Regions from separate parts of the Sus scrofa genome. Here region 2 is linked to region 1. Evidence: chromatin contacts called from public Hi-C data. All regions are on one chromosome and are shown on one strand. Each heading gives the region's core, a stretch centred on a gene start, on an enhancer-like site or on the middle of the called end of the contact. The rest is flanking DNA. Distances are from core to core; before and after follow the strand shown. Region 1 overlaps CAMK1D (calcium/calmodulin dependent protein kinase ID). Region 2 overlaps LOC110255617 (a long non-coding RNA gene).

The links. A called contact is a pair of places that touch in the nucleus more often than the background predicts.
Region 2: a contact with region 1 is called in a Hi-C map of liver, with 1.4 times the contacts expected there. The contact joins two enhancer-like sites. A contact is called at or near these places in 1 of 5 promoter capture datasets (liver), 15 of 47 Hi-C or Micro-C datasets (adipose tissue, alveolar macrophages, brain and 10 more) and 1 of 2 datasets of contacts at active chromatin or transcription factors (skeletal muscle).

What each region holds. Positions count from the first base shown.
Region 1 is chr10:59,373,059-59,379,064 of Sscrofa11.1, forward strand. All of the region lies in intron 1 of CAMK1D (calcium/calmodulin dependent protein kinase ID), which reads right to left. Among named protein-coding and RNA genes, the nearest start is that of CAMK1D, 78 kb to the right of the region's middle. Within about 2 kb of position 2,398, at least 24 of the 83 cell types and tissues checked have an H3K27ac peak or open chromatin away from gene starts, as enhancers often do. A contact at or near this core is called in liver, where this site is marked.
Region 2 is chr10:59,691,838-59,697,843 of Sscrofa11.1, forward strand. It overlaps LOC110255617 (a long non-coding RNA gene), which reads right to left. Exons shown (of 4, transcript XR_002336164.1): 2 at 4,827-4,935. Among named protein-coding and RNA genes, the nearest start is that of NUDT5, 71 kb to the right of the region's middle. Within about 2 kb of position 2,229, at least 6 of the 83 cell types and tissues checked have an H3K27ac peak or open chromatin away from gene starts, as enhancers often do. A contact at or near this core is called in liver, where this site is marked.

The sequences.
Region 1 (6,006 bases), core at 1,148-3,647:
TGGTTTTATGATGTCCTGCTAATAAAAGATTATGATAACCCAGGGAGGGGCACCGGCTATGAGCAAATTCTCAGGAACGACACTATTCACAGATGGTGCTCATAGATGAATTGCTACTCACCCAGCTTTCCATTCTGAGTTTAAAGGGGAATCAAGGAAGCAATTGTGCCGCGTGGGATAAGGGGCTGGAAGAAGCGCGGCCACCTGGATTGCCCCCAACAATTACACAGGGTAAGCAGGGAGGGGAGGGTGGCAGAGCAGCTGATGTGCCCAGGCGGTGGCCACGGTCTGCCAGCCAACGGCGAAGGAGCGCAGGCCAGGCTGAGGTCATATACAGCCCGGCGGGGGCATTTTAGGTGACCGCCCTTTTCAGAGGAAAGGCATGGAGATTTTTTTTTTTTCTCCCCAAGCATCTCAGTCTCATGGCCAGACTTCACTGAGGTCACTTTGGACCCGTGCGTTCCAACCTGGCTTCCCCCCAAATCCACCAGGTTCTCAACAAATATTTTAAAAACCATCATGAAATACAACTTTCATAGACCCAACTGTAATAGATACCAAATGCAGAAAGCAGTAGAAACTGTCAGTGTGTTCACTTGTGTCCCCTGGACAGCACCTGTCATAAATCAAAGTTCTAAAATGGGACTTACACACTCATGCTGATAAAATATTACATTTCTCACCTGTGTGTAGATTGGGGCTCTATATGTATAAGAATTTACTTTTTTAAACTGTAACTGCAATGTATACATGTAAGGATAACCTGACCCCCTTGCTGTACAGTGGGAAAATAAAAAAAAAAAAGAATTTACTTTTTTAAAAAGGTTCTGCCACTAAAAAAAAAGAAGAAAACAGAAAAAAAGGGAAAAAGGCAACTAATGCACTAAATAATACAAAAGTGAATCACAAAGTTTCTTCCTTATTCTACCTGAGAAGACTGAACATATTATGAATATATTTTCAGATGCAAAGACCTGTCCTCAGAAAGTTATTCCTCAAGATGCTAACGAGGTTCTTCTTCCCGAATCTTTGGCATCTTTAGAATTTTTAAAAAGTTATGTTAAGACCAGGAAGAAGCCAAGAATGCAACAAGAGAGACAGGGAGGGGTGAGGAGACATGCTCATATGTACACATACACCCACATACATGTACACACACAGATAAACACGCAGCATGCATATACATATAAGTACACACCACACACACACACACACACACACACACACATACACACACATTTGGGAGTCATTCTCCTGAAGCCCCAGCTAAAGTCACACACACAGCACTAGGTCCCCAGGGTTGGAGTTGCTATTTCACTAGAGGCTGGGGGCAGCCAGCGCTCTGGAATACACTCTTGCAGGCAGAGAGCCTGGCAGAATGATTTCTCTCAGGGAAAAGCTGCCAAGAATGTGTGCAGGGTAAAGAAGCAGAAAGAAGAAGGGCCCCGGGTGGAGGGAGGCACAAGGCGGGGTGCCTCCAGCGAAGCACTCGCGAACTGAGTCAGGGCGATGTCTCATCTTGTGATGCAAAATCAGAAGGCAGCCACAGCCCCAGTGTGGACGGACGCTGGTTAACTCGGGAGCCTTAGGAAGAAGCAATGTCTACCGTGGGAACAAAGCCCGGCAGTTCAGAATCTCACAAGGGTGTGGAGTCAGCTGCACCATCTGGTCGTTTTGCCTCATTCCTCTTTTTTCTTGGTGTGTGGGGGGATGGGGTTTAGGGATGGGGCTGGTGGCAAACTAAGCTTCTGAAGGTCTCATGTGGTTTGATGATGAACAGACACAGAGCAGCTGGTCTTAACAAGACAGCCTCTCAGATGTCACGATGAACGCAGCAGGAGACTGCACTGCAGGTGGGGACGCGGGGTGGGGGTGGGGGGGTGGACCTCTTACTGTCAACGTCACTGTTTCTCCAAGTTGACTGCATGCAAGAGCCTTGGGAGGAGCATCACGGCACACGATCATTAACAGGACACTTGCATGAAACTCACAGACCTAGACTTCATCAAACATCGAGAGTTTCCAGCAGTGCTGGACTTGAGGCCAAGCAGGGGGGACAGGAAGATAAATAAATAAAACAGAGTCCCTGAAACCAAGTGGCTCCCTGGCCAGTAGGGGAAAACAGATGTGTATGTAAACATCAGGGTACGGCAGGACCAACCTCCTGCCCGGGAGCCGGACTCAGGCGACAGAAACACAGCCTGCCTCTGCTCCAAGGTCTCACTCTGCCCAGGCACTCGGCGGGACTGCAGCCCGGGGAGTTGACACGTGCTCCAGATGTTGGCAAGTTTGCCAGGCACAGAAAGACAAGGAAAAGAATTATCCAGAGAGGGAAGAGCATTAGTAAGGACACAGAAGAGTGAGGTGGACCGTGTTGGGACAGAGTGCTCAGGCAGATGGGTGTGACGAAGAAAAATCAATGAGGTAGACTGGGGCATGTGAGCGGAGGCTTGTTTGCCAAGTTCAACGAGTGGATTTTTTTTTTGGTCTTTTTGTATTTTTAGGGCCACACCTGTGGCATAGGGAGGTTCCCAGGCTAGGGGTCCAATCGGAGCTGTAGCCACCAGCTACACCACAGCCATAGCAGCGCTGTATCTGAGCCATGTCTGTAATCTACACCACAGCGCTTGGCAACACCACATCCTTAACCCACTGAGGGAGGCCAGGGATTGAACTCACGTCCTCGTGGATGCTAGTTGGGTTTGCTAATGGCTGAGCCATGACAGGAACGCCAACAGAATGGATTTTATGCTAAAGGAAACAGGACGTGGTATGCAAGTGTCCAACTCCAGCTCTGGAAGAAGTACAAGCAATGTTTTGTTTTGCAGGGATATTTAAATATAGCCCATGTTTTATAACAACTATAAATGGAGTATAACCCTTAAAAATTATGAATCACTATGTATACCTGAAACTTATATATTGTAAACCAACAATACCTCAATTTTACAAAAAAAGAGAGCAATGCCAAAACAAATACATTAATTACTTAAGTCATGTGACATAGCTCCTTATACATATGCATTTTTGGCCACGCCCACAGAATCTGAAAGTTCCAGGGCTGGGAATCAAACCTGTGCCACAGCTGTACCCTAAGCCACAACAGTGACCATGCCGGATCCCCAACCCACTGTGCCACCAGGGGACTCTGAAGCAGCTCCTCATAAACCATGCCTGCAGGCCTAAGCCTGGATCTCTCCTACTGACGGGAAGTAACTTCAAACATGCAACTTCACCTTCCTCCACTTTTCATTTTCCAAGTGGAAAGTTCTATGCACTTTTCGCTTTCGTCATGAACAAGGAGAACAAGTCAATGGGAACACAGTGTAAATATCTAGCTTTCCTCGGGGACCAAGGCTAACTCCAGAGCTCTTAATAGGTAGAGATGGAAAGGCTGGAATCCTGCAAAATGTCAAGTTCATGACTTTTCGCCAATAGCTTTTTCCTCTAAAAGGACAGAGAACTGTGAAACCCAGAACACGCTATCTGTCAGGATCTGGGGTTCTGCTCTTCAGACTCTTCCTGCATCTCCAGAATTGGGGTACCGACCGTCGAGGGACTGTTTCTTGTTGTCTTCAGAAAATACACTGGAGCTATTGGAAGGCCTTTGCCTCTTCGTCAAGCACCAACCCTTGAACAGAGAGAGTGCCAGCTACTTGATGGATTTCTGATGACACAGAGATCCATCTCAAGTTTCCATGGGCTCCCACACCCAGCCTCCGGTCACAGCTCAGGCGAGCTTCTCTTTCCTTTTAGAGACATATTGATTTGCTCTTTTTTTCTTCTTGTTTTTCTTTTCTTTTCCTTTTTTTTTTTTGTCTTTCTGCTCCTGTGGCATGTGGAGGTTCCCAGGTTAGGGGTCGAATCAGAGCTGTAGCTGCCAGCCTACACCACAGCCACAACAACATGGGATCCAAGCCGCATCTGCAACCTACACCACAGCTCATGGCAACGCTGGATCCTTAACCCACGGAGCAAGGCCAGGGATCGAACCTGCAACCCCTTGGTTCCTAGTCAGATTTGTTAACCACTGTGCCATGACGGGAACTCCTCTTCTTGTTTTTCAAACATAGTACCTAGTAACGACACAGAACAAAAGCCAAGGCGCTGGACCTCATGGCTGCTTCTCTGTTTACTGTGAACTCAAACTTGCAACGTAGGCACAGGGTCTCCCAGTGGACACTAGCCCCTCTCCCCCAGATACACAGGACGCTACTCTGCAGTGGAGATTAAATAAACAGATCACCTCTGGCGTCTGCCTCTGGGAGCAGTAGGGTCATCAAGACTCCTGAATATTACAAAGCACATACATGGCCAGCTCTCACCCAGTCCCGCTAAGACACTGTTGCTAGGCCCGCAGAACCTGGGGACTAGGTGTATCATTTCAAGTTTCTGGCAATTGTGGTAAGTAGCCAAATTGGGGCCCCAATGCTCTAGCCAGGCCCCCACTTACAGATGGAAAAATTAAGCGACTAGCCCGCCCGTGCTCATTCGGTTACGATGACAGGGTGTCCCTGAGGACAATTTCTTCACATTCTACAAAGAAAGCACTTCTGCACAAGTGAAGTGATAAATCAAAATGATAAACGTCAAAATAAAATATGTCCTACCTCCTTGGAGGTCTGAGATTTTGGACTTGGGGGATCTCCTCCTAGGTCTAAACTTTGGATTTAGGGGTTGTTTTCATGGTGGTATAACGGGCAGGCTTCCTGGGGTCAAAGTGGAGGTTACACACGCTGGGTGGGAACATTTCCTTGGCCATGTGTCCTTGACTTTGCAGATGCCTCTCCCCATGGGCAGGGCACGGGGCCAGAATGGAATCCAGCAAACCAGGGGCTCCCTCTGCTCAGCTTCTGGATGCAACTGCTTGCGGAGGGCAGAACCTGCTCCAAAGAAAAGTCTCCCTCCCTCTCATATATGTACATATTCATGTATATAAAGATGTGTGTACATTTTTACAAAGACGGATTTTCTACTGAGCACTGCCCTATAGAAAGAACATTTTTAAGGGCAACTGCTATATGTTTCTAAAGCAAAAGAATCCAGCATGACACAGGACAAAGCATTTTTAAAGTTTTAAAGTCATAATTTCCCACAATTCAGTTGGATTATTTTTTTCCCTTGTTCCCTTCCATATCTTTTGTAATAAGTATCATTCACTTAGAGCTTCCTATGAGCAGGACCCTGGGCTGATGACATTTCTTTTCTTTCTTTTTTCTTTTTTGGTCTTTTTAGGGCTGCACCCATAGCATATGGAGATTCCCAGGCTAGGGATTGAATCGGGGCTACAGCTGCCAGCCTACACCACAGCCACAGCAAGGCAAGATCCGAGCCACATCTGCTACCAACACCACAGCTCACGGCAACACCAGATCCTCAACCCACTGAGTGAGGACAGAGATCAAACCTGTATCCTCCTGGATCCTAGTCACATTTGTTCCCACTGAGCCATGAAGGGAAATCCCACATTTCATTTCGATATCTTATGTGAGTAAGTGAAAATGCGAGGGAGGGACCTATAATCCTTATTTGACAAGAAAGGAAATTGAAATTCAAGAGGACTGGGTCACTGGCCCCAAATGAAGCCTGAATGCAAATTCCTAACTGGCTCATTCCCAAGCTTACTACTTTTACTACAGTAAAAGCCTGTGAAAGAAAAGTCTGGATGTATTCTTTCACATTGCTTTAAGATAAATAAACTTTTCCAGAGAAACAAACGTCTAACTATTTCTATAACACTATAACAACACTCAATTACATAACAAGACTTTTTTCAGATTTCCACTTTATCTGTCATGGCAGTCAGAGAAGGTTCTTTAGAGGTATTTAAGTCAGACAGGGAGAAGCTGTGAATATTCAGATGAAAGAATATTAAAAATTCTCACCGATATTATTAACATCCTTGGAAAAAATCTTTTCAAATCAATAACAAGAATGCTTTACACTTCAGGAATCATCTCCCACACTGAGACTTGTGTTTTTTTATTCAGTTTCTGGATAAAGATA
Region 2 (6,006 bases), core at 979-3,478, 320 kb after region 1:
CACTCAGAATAACTCTTAGGAGGAGCTCACGGATTCCCAAGGCTGTCTGTCCCACTTACGGTCCGCTCTGGCGGTTAGCAGCCTCTCTCTTGGGTTATTTCATAATTCATCAATGATGCGGAGGGAATTGTCAGCAGCTCTCACCTCTTGCTAAGAACGTGAGTTACTCCTGTCCCTGGTACTGGCATTGAGGTGTCCTGGCTGTCTCTTGTGACTCAGCAAAATGGCAGAAAGCTTTTTAGACAGGGGGGGGGGGGGGTAGACAATTCACCAACCAGGTGTTCTGCACCCCGACACCGGTCAGAAATAGGCAGTTCCCAGGGCAGGTAAAATGGTGTCAACGTGCTAGATTTGAGCCGTCGAGCTGATGTTCAGCCCACACAATCAGGGCCCAACCGGAACGAATTAATTTTTTAGGCTCTTGGATGATGAATCACAAATTCCATAAAAGGCCCACTTCCAGCTCTGGCACTAATAACAAATAGCTTGTCACACTGAGTCTAAGTGTTTGATCCTCTTGAGACAAACACACAGTCTCAGAGGGAGTTCTGCCCAAGACTTCTGACCCCACCCTGGTAAGGAGGAAATGCTTTTGCCTAAGAAGCAGAAGTTAATAGGGGTGGAGAGACTTGATGGCTGAAGGACATGGCCTGAAAGAAGATTCTTCTTTAAATTTTTAAACTTCAAATAATTATACTAGAAGACAACAAAGCAATGTGTTCAAAACATTTATGGGAAATGGCTTTGAACTTGGCGTTCTCTACCCACTTAAATCATCAGTCAGGTGGAAACGGACAAGAGCCACTCTTGGCCACGTGTGTAAGAACTCAGAAGGCTTATTGCCTGTGTCCCCAGCATGAAGGGATCCCTCAGAAACTCCTTTGGCAAAAGAAAAGAGGCATTTAAGAAAGGGAAAGAAATGGTACAGAAGAAAGAGGGACAGCTAAATATGGCCCAGAATACATGCCATGAGGCTGGACAATTCAGAGAAAATTCTGTCAAGCAGAAAAATTCTACAACCAAAAGACTGAATTTCTGTTTCCATAGATCCACTCACTTTGTGAGAGGGCCCTTCTTGGATAACTCAAAGCTCTCTAAAAACACGTACCTCCCTTGAGCCTGGTCTTCGATCCATCTCATCGTTCTCCTCAGTGACTAATTCACTTGAGCATCCACAAAAGTGTCCCACTGGGATTGACACGAGCCATATCCAGCCCCTGGCCTGGCAGTTTTCCAAGGGGTCCGCCTCTGATCACCTTGAAGGGGTTTCCTCCCGAACTGAGTTCAAAGTTCTGGAATCTTTCTGTGATGGCTCATTTTCAGAGCCCTAAGTCCCTATGTAAGACTGGAGTGTCGAGTTAAAATATCCTTACCTGAACAGAATGGATAGAACATTTAAAACCAGATAGTTCTTAAAAATTTGGGATCTATCGCTCTCACTATTGTCCCGAGGTACTTGGGGTTGGCGGGGAGAAGAGAAAACAGGTGTGAAAAGCTGAGGTCCTTGCCCAGTGGACCCTGGAATGATAACACGTTGACATGAACCTCTTCTTATGCTTCTGTTCGAGGCGCTTCCCAGTGACCTTCTCCCACCTGGGCAGGTACAGACCCTTGGTGCTCTAACACGCTTACACCTGGGGACACCATTCAATCCAGTCTTTAGGGATTTGTCCAATGATTACGAGAGCCTGTTGGTTGAAGGGTAGCGGGGAGACAGAGACACTTCTCTTCTGTCCCTGAAACTTTAGCTCAGGCCCCACACTGTGCACCCCACTCAGCAAACTCGTTCTTTACTTGGAAGGCAGTTAGGCAGCTGGCTGTTGTTACTCTAGCGTGACCTCTGGAGTGGGGTGGGGTCAAAGTAGGGGTCTTAACTTCTCCTTAAACCACCTATCCCAGTGTTACATCCTACCTCTTAGAATATCCTGCCTCAGAAGAGCTCTGAAAAATATGATTTCCCATCTCATTACTTGTCCACAGCCAGTGTCTCTTCCTGACCGATGTCATACGGGCTAACTGGTCTACCCCGCAAAGGCTTCGGCACATAAGCCTGAGGATATACTACAACTCCAAGAGTGTATATTCAGAAGAGGTACCTCTGGACCTACCTCCTGTCTCCAGAGTTCCTGCAAAGGACCCATTGGCCTTGGCCACTAGAATGCCCCTGTGCCAGTTGAGAGAAGAGATAAGAACTGTCCTTCTGGAGGTTGTGTCATATCTGGTGAACTCTGCCGTAAGAGGCAGATAAGGCTGGGGAGGCTCACTTCCCCCACAGAGGTTGTCTCATACCCAGCAGACACATGCCCCAAATCCAGAGAGGCAGTAGGCACTTTGCAAATATTTACCTGGCTACGTGGCAACAGGGCAGTACTAGTTAAAGTTCTATTGAACTGCAAGGACACACGCCCTGCACACATATAAAAAGGCTACATTCTTTCCTGTGACTGTCTTTCCAAGTGTTCAGAAGCACGTGAAGGTGGGACCCCTTTAATTTTCCAATCACCCAGTTATCCAGGATTGGAACATCCAGTGGAGGAGACGTGAGGCTTGCTTTCGTGCGTGGAGGGAATGGCTGTCCCGCAGCCTGGGAGCTGGGACTTGCCCTTACATTCTCAGCAATAAGAATACACAGGCTGCCCGCGTTTCCAGAGCCGCAGCTGCCGATCTTCTGCAGACACATTAAGGACGCCCAGTGTTTTGTGTTTACGCAAATCCGCAACGACAAAACAGGATAGCGAAAGGAGCCGGAACATAACTTCGCAGGCCTTTCCATCAGGAGCTAAAGGGAAAACTTCAATACCGTCAAAGACCCACCCGATTCAGCCACCTTCTCTTCAAACTGCCTGAGTAGCTGTGGCCTTGGTATCGCGGCAAGAACAAGGAACCAGAAAAGCTTGTGGAACAAAGAACACACGAAGAAGACCTGAGTCGCGAAGAACTCACGCAGCAAGACAGACACGTGCCTCTGTAGAAACAGCATCCTCAAATGTTCCACTGCCACAGCTCTGAAGTATGGGGACCTCCCCAAGAGGCGCCCGCCCACAGGGGGAAGCATTTTATGTACTAACCAGCACTTGCCTGATGCCACCTTGTGGTGAATCCCTTCAGCAACTTGAAAGAAAGAGGAGGCCCGTTTTTTTCCACTTGATTTTGTGAAGTGCCATATTTAGACTATTTTTGACTAGCTTAAGAACAGCTCGAGCTTCTACTGCTCTCATAAAAAAAAAAAAAAGTTCTCGATACATTTCCTGTTGGAGGTCAGAGTGCATAAATACTGATTGAGATTTCCTCTCCCCCAAATCAATCATTATGAAGCCTAGGAAATAGGAGTTCCCGTTGTGGCTCAGCAGAAATGAATCTGACTAGCATCCATGAGGACACAGGTTCAATCCCTGGCCTCGCTCAGTGGGTTAAGGATCTGGTTTTGCCGTGAGCTGTGGCGTAGGTCGCAGATGCGGCTCAGATCTGGCACTGCTATGGCTGTGGCCTAGGCTGGCAGCTACAACTTCAATTCACCCCCTAGCCTGGGAACCTCCATATGCTGCAGGTGCGGCCCTAAAAGACAAAAAATAAAGTCTAGGAAACAGGTACACAAAACTGTATGTGAAATAAATAAACAGCAAGGACCTGCTGCATAGCACAGGGAACCAGATTCAGTATCTTATAATAACCTATAATGGAAAAGAATCTGAAAAAAAAATTTACACACACACACACATATACATACAACTGAATCACGTTGCTATACACCTGAAACGAATAAAACATTGTAGATCAACTATACTTCAATCAAAAAATAGAGTTTTAAAAATAAATAAAAACCCAGGAAAAATTTTGAGGGCGAAGTTTGATTTTTTTCATAGAAGATTATTTTTCTACTGACAATTACCTTTATTTGAGGGAAAGAAAAAAAAAAAAAAAAAAAACCTTCCTCCAGAGGTCAGGCTCTAGATTAAGTTGTACTATCTCATTTTCAAATGATTTCAAAGATAAAGGGATCTTTCCAGATAAGATCACTGATGGATTGATTTCAAACAACCTGCAAGGAAATTAATGGCTTGAGGGCACGGACTCCATATTTTTCTCTTTTCATTTTTTCATCTTGGGAAAGGCTTAGCCAGTGATCTCTCCCTAAAATTTACATGCAAAGTATCAGAGCATCCTCTTCACTCATGAAAATGTCACACAATGGAACACATGCCTACAGAACCAGAGCTGAAAACAAGCTTCTCTAATTTCTTTTTTTTTTTTTTTTTTTTTTTTTTTTGCTTCTTAGGGCTGCACCCACAGCATATGAAGGCTCCCAGGCTAGGGGATGAAGCAAAGCTGTAGCTGCCAGCCTATACCACAGCCACAGCAATGCCAGATCTGAGTTGCATCTGTGACCTACACCACAGCTCACGGCAACGCCGGATCCTTAACCCTCTGAGCGAGGCCAGGGATCGAACCTGTGTCCTCATGGATGCTAGTTGGATTCGTTAACCACTGAGCCATGACGGGAACTCCATGTTCTCTCATTTCTAGGCTCGTGGTGTTTGCTGTAGATCTCGGTGCTCTGCTTAGACAGCAAACCCCCACGGGCTAAAAGGGGTGTGAAGTTCCGTATTCTGTGTGGTTGTGAAATCCGAGCTGCAGATCGGCTGCTGGGCGGTCAGGGAGCGACCTGAGCAGGATGCCAGCCTGGACAAGTTGGGCACAGGAAAAGCTTCAGGCCACGTTCAGGATTCTTTGTGCTGCCAGTCCAGTCTTACAGCAAACCCTCCCCGAAAACCTACCAGCCTGTAAGACACCCCCACCTCCAAAAGCTTCTTAGGTCCTGCACTTACTTTATGGAGACTCCAGAGGGCCAAGTTCACAGAAGGTGCTCAATGAATGCTCTTGACCAGGTGACTGGTGATATAGCTCATCATGGTGAGTGTCAAAAGACCCCAAGGCCTGAAACACATTGATCATGAAATAAATACAAAAATAAAAAAATTCCGTTTTAGGGCTGTACCCGTGGCATATAGAGGTTCCCAGGCCAGGGGTCCAATCAGAGCTACAGCTGCCAACCTACACCATAGCCACAGCAACACCAGATCCAAGCCATGTCTGCGAACTACACCACAGCTCAGGGCAACACCAGATCCTTAACCCACTGAGCAAGGCCAGGGGTTGAACCTGCATCCTCATGGATACCAGTAAGATTTGTTTCCACTGAGCCACAATGGGAATTCCCTTAAAATTTTTAAATCAGAATTTTCTCTAAAGCCACTATGGAGAATAGCATAGAGTTTCCTTAAAAAATTAAAAATAGTTACCAGCAATCCCACTCTTGGACATATATCCAGAAAAGACAAAAACTTTCATTCAAAAAGATACAGGCACCCCAATGTCCACAGCATCACTATTTATAATATGCAAGACATGGAAGCAACCTTAATGTCCATTGACAGGTGAATGGATAAAGAAGATGTGTCATATATAGATAGAGTGGAATATTACTCAGTCATTAAAAATAATGAAAAAAGGCCATTTGCAGCAACAATGAATGGACTTTGAGATTATCATACTAAGTGTAGTATGTCAGAAAGCGAAAGACAAATACCATATGATATCACTTATATGTAGAATCTATAAAAATGATAAAATGAAATACAGAAATAGACAAACAGAGAAAACAAACTTATGGTTACCGAAGGGGAAAAGAAGGGGGAGAAGTAAATTAGGAGTTTGGATGGAGTTTCTGTTGTGACTCAGCAGTAATGAACCCAACTAGCATCCATGAGGACTCAAATTCAATCTCTGGGGATTCAACCCCCTTCACTCAGTGGGTTAAGGATCTGGTGTTGCTGTGAGCTGCAGTGTAGGTCACAGACATGGCTTGGATCCTATGTGGCTATGGCTGTGGTGTAGGCCGGTAGCTGCAGCTCTGACTCACCTCCTAGCCTGGGAACTTCCATATGCCACTGGTACGGCCCTAAAAAGAAAAAAAAAAAACAGGAGTTTGGGATTAACAGATACACC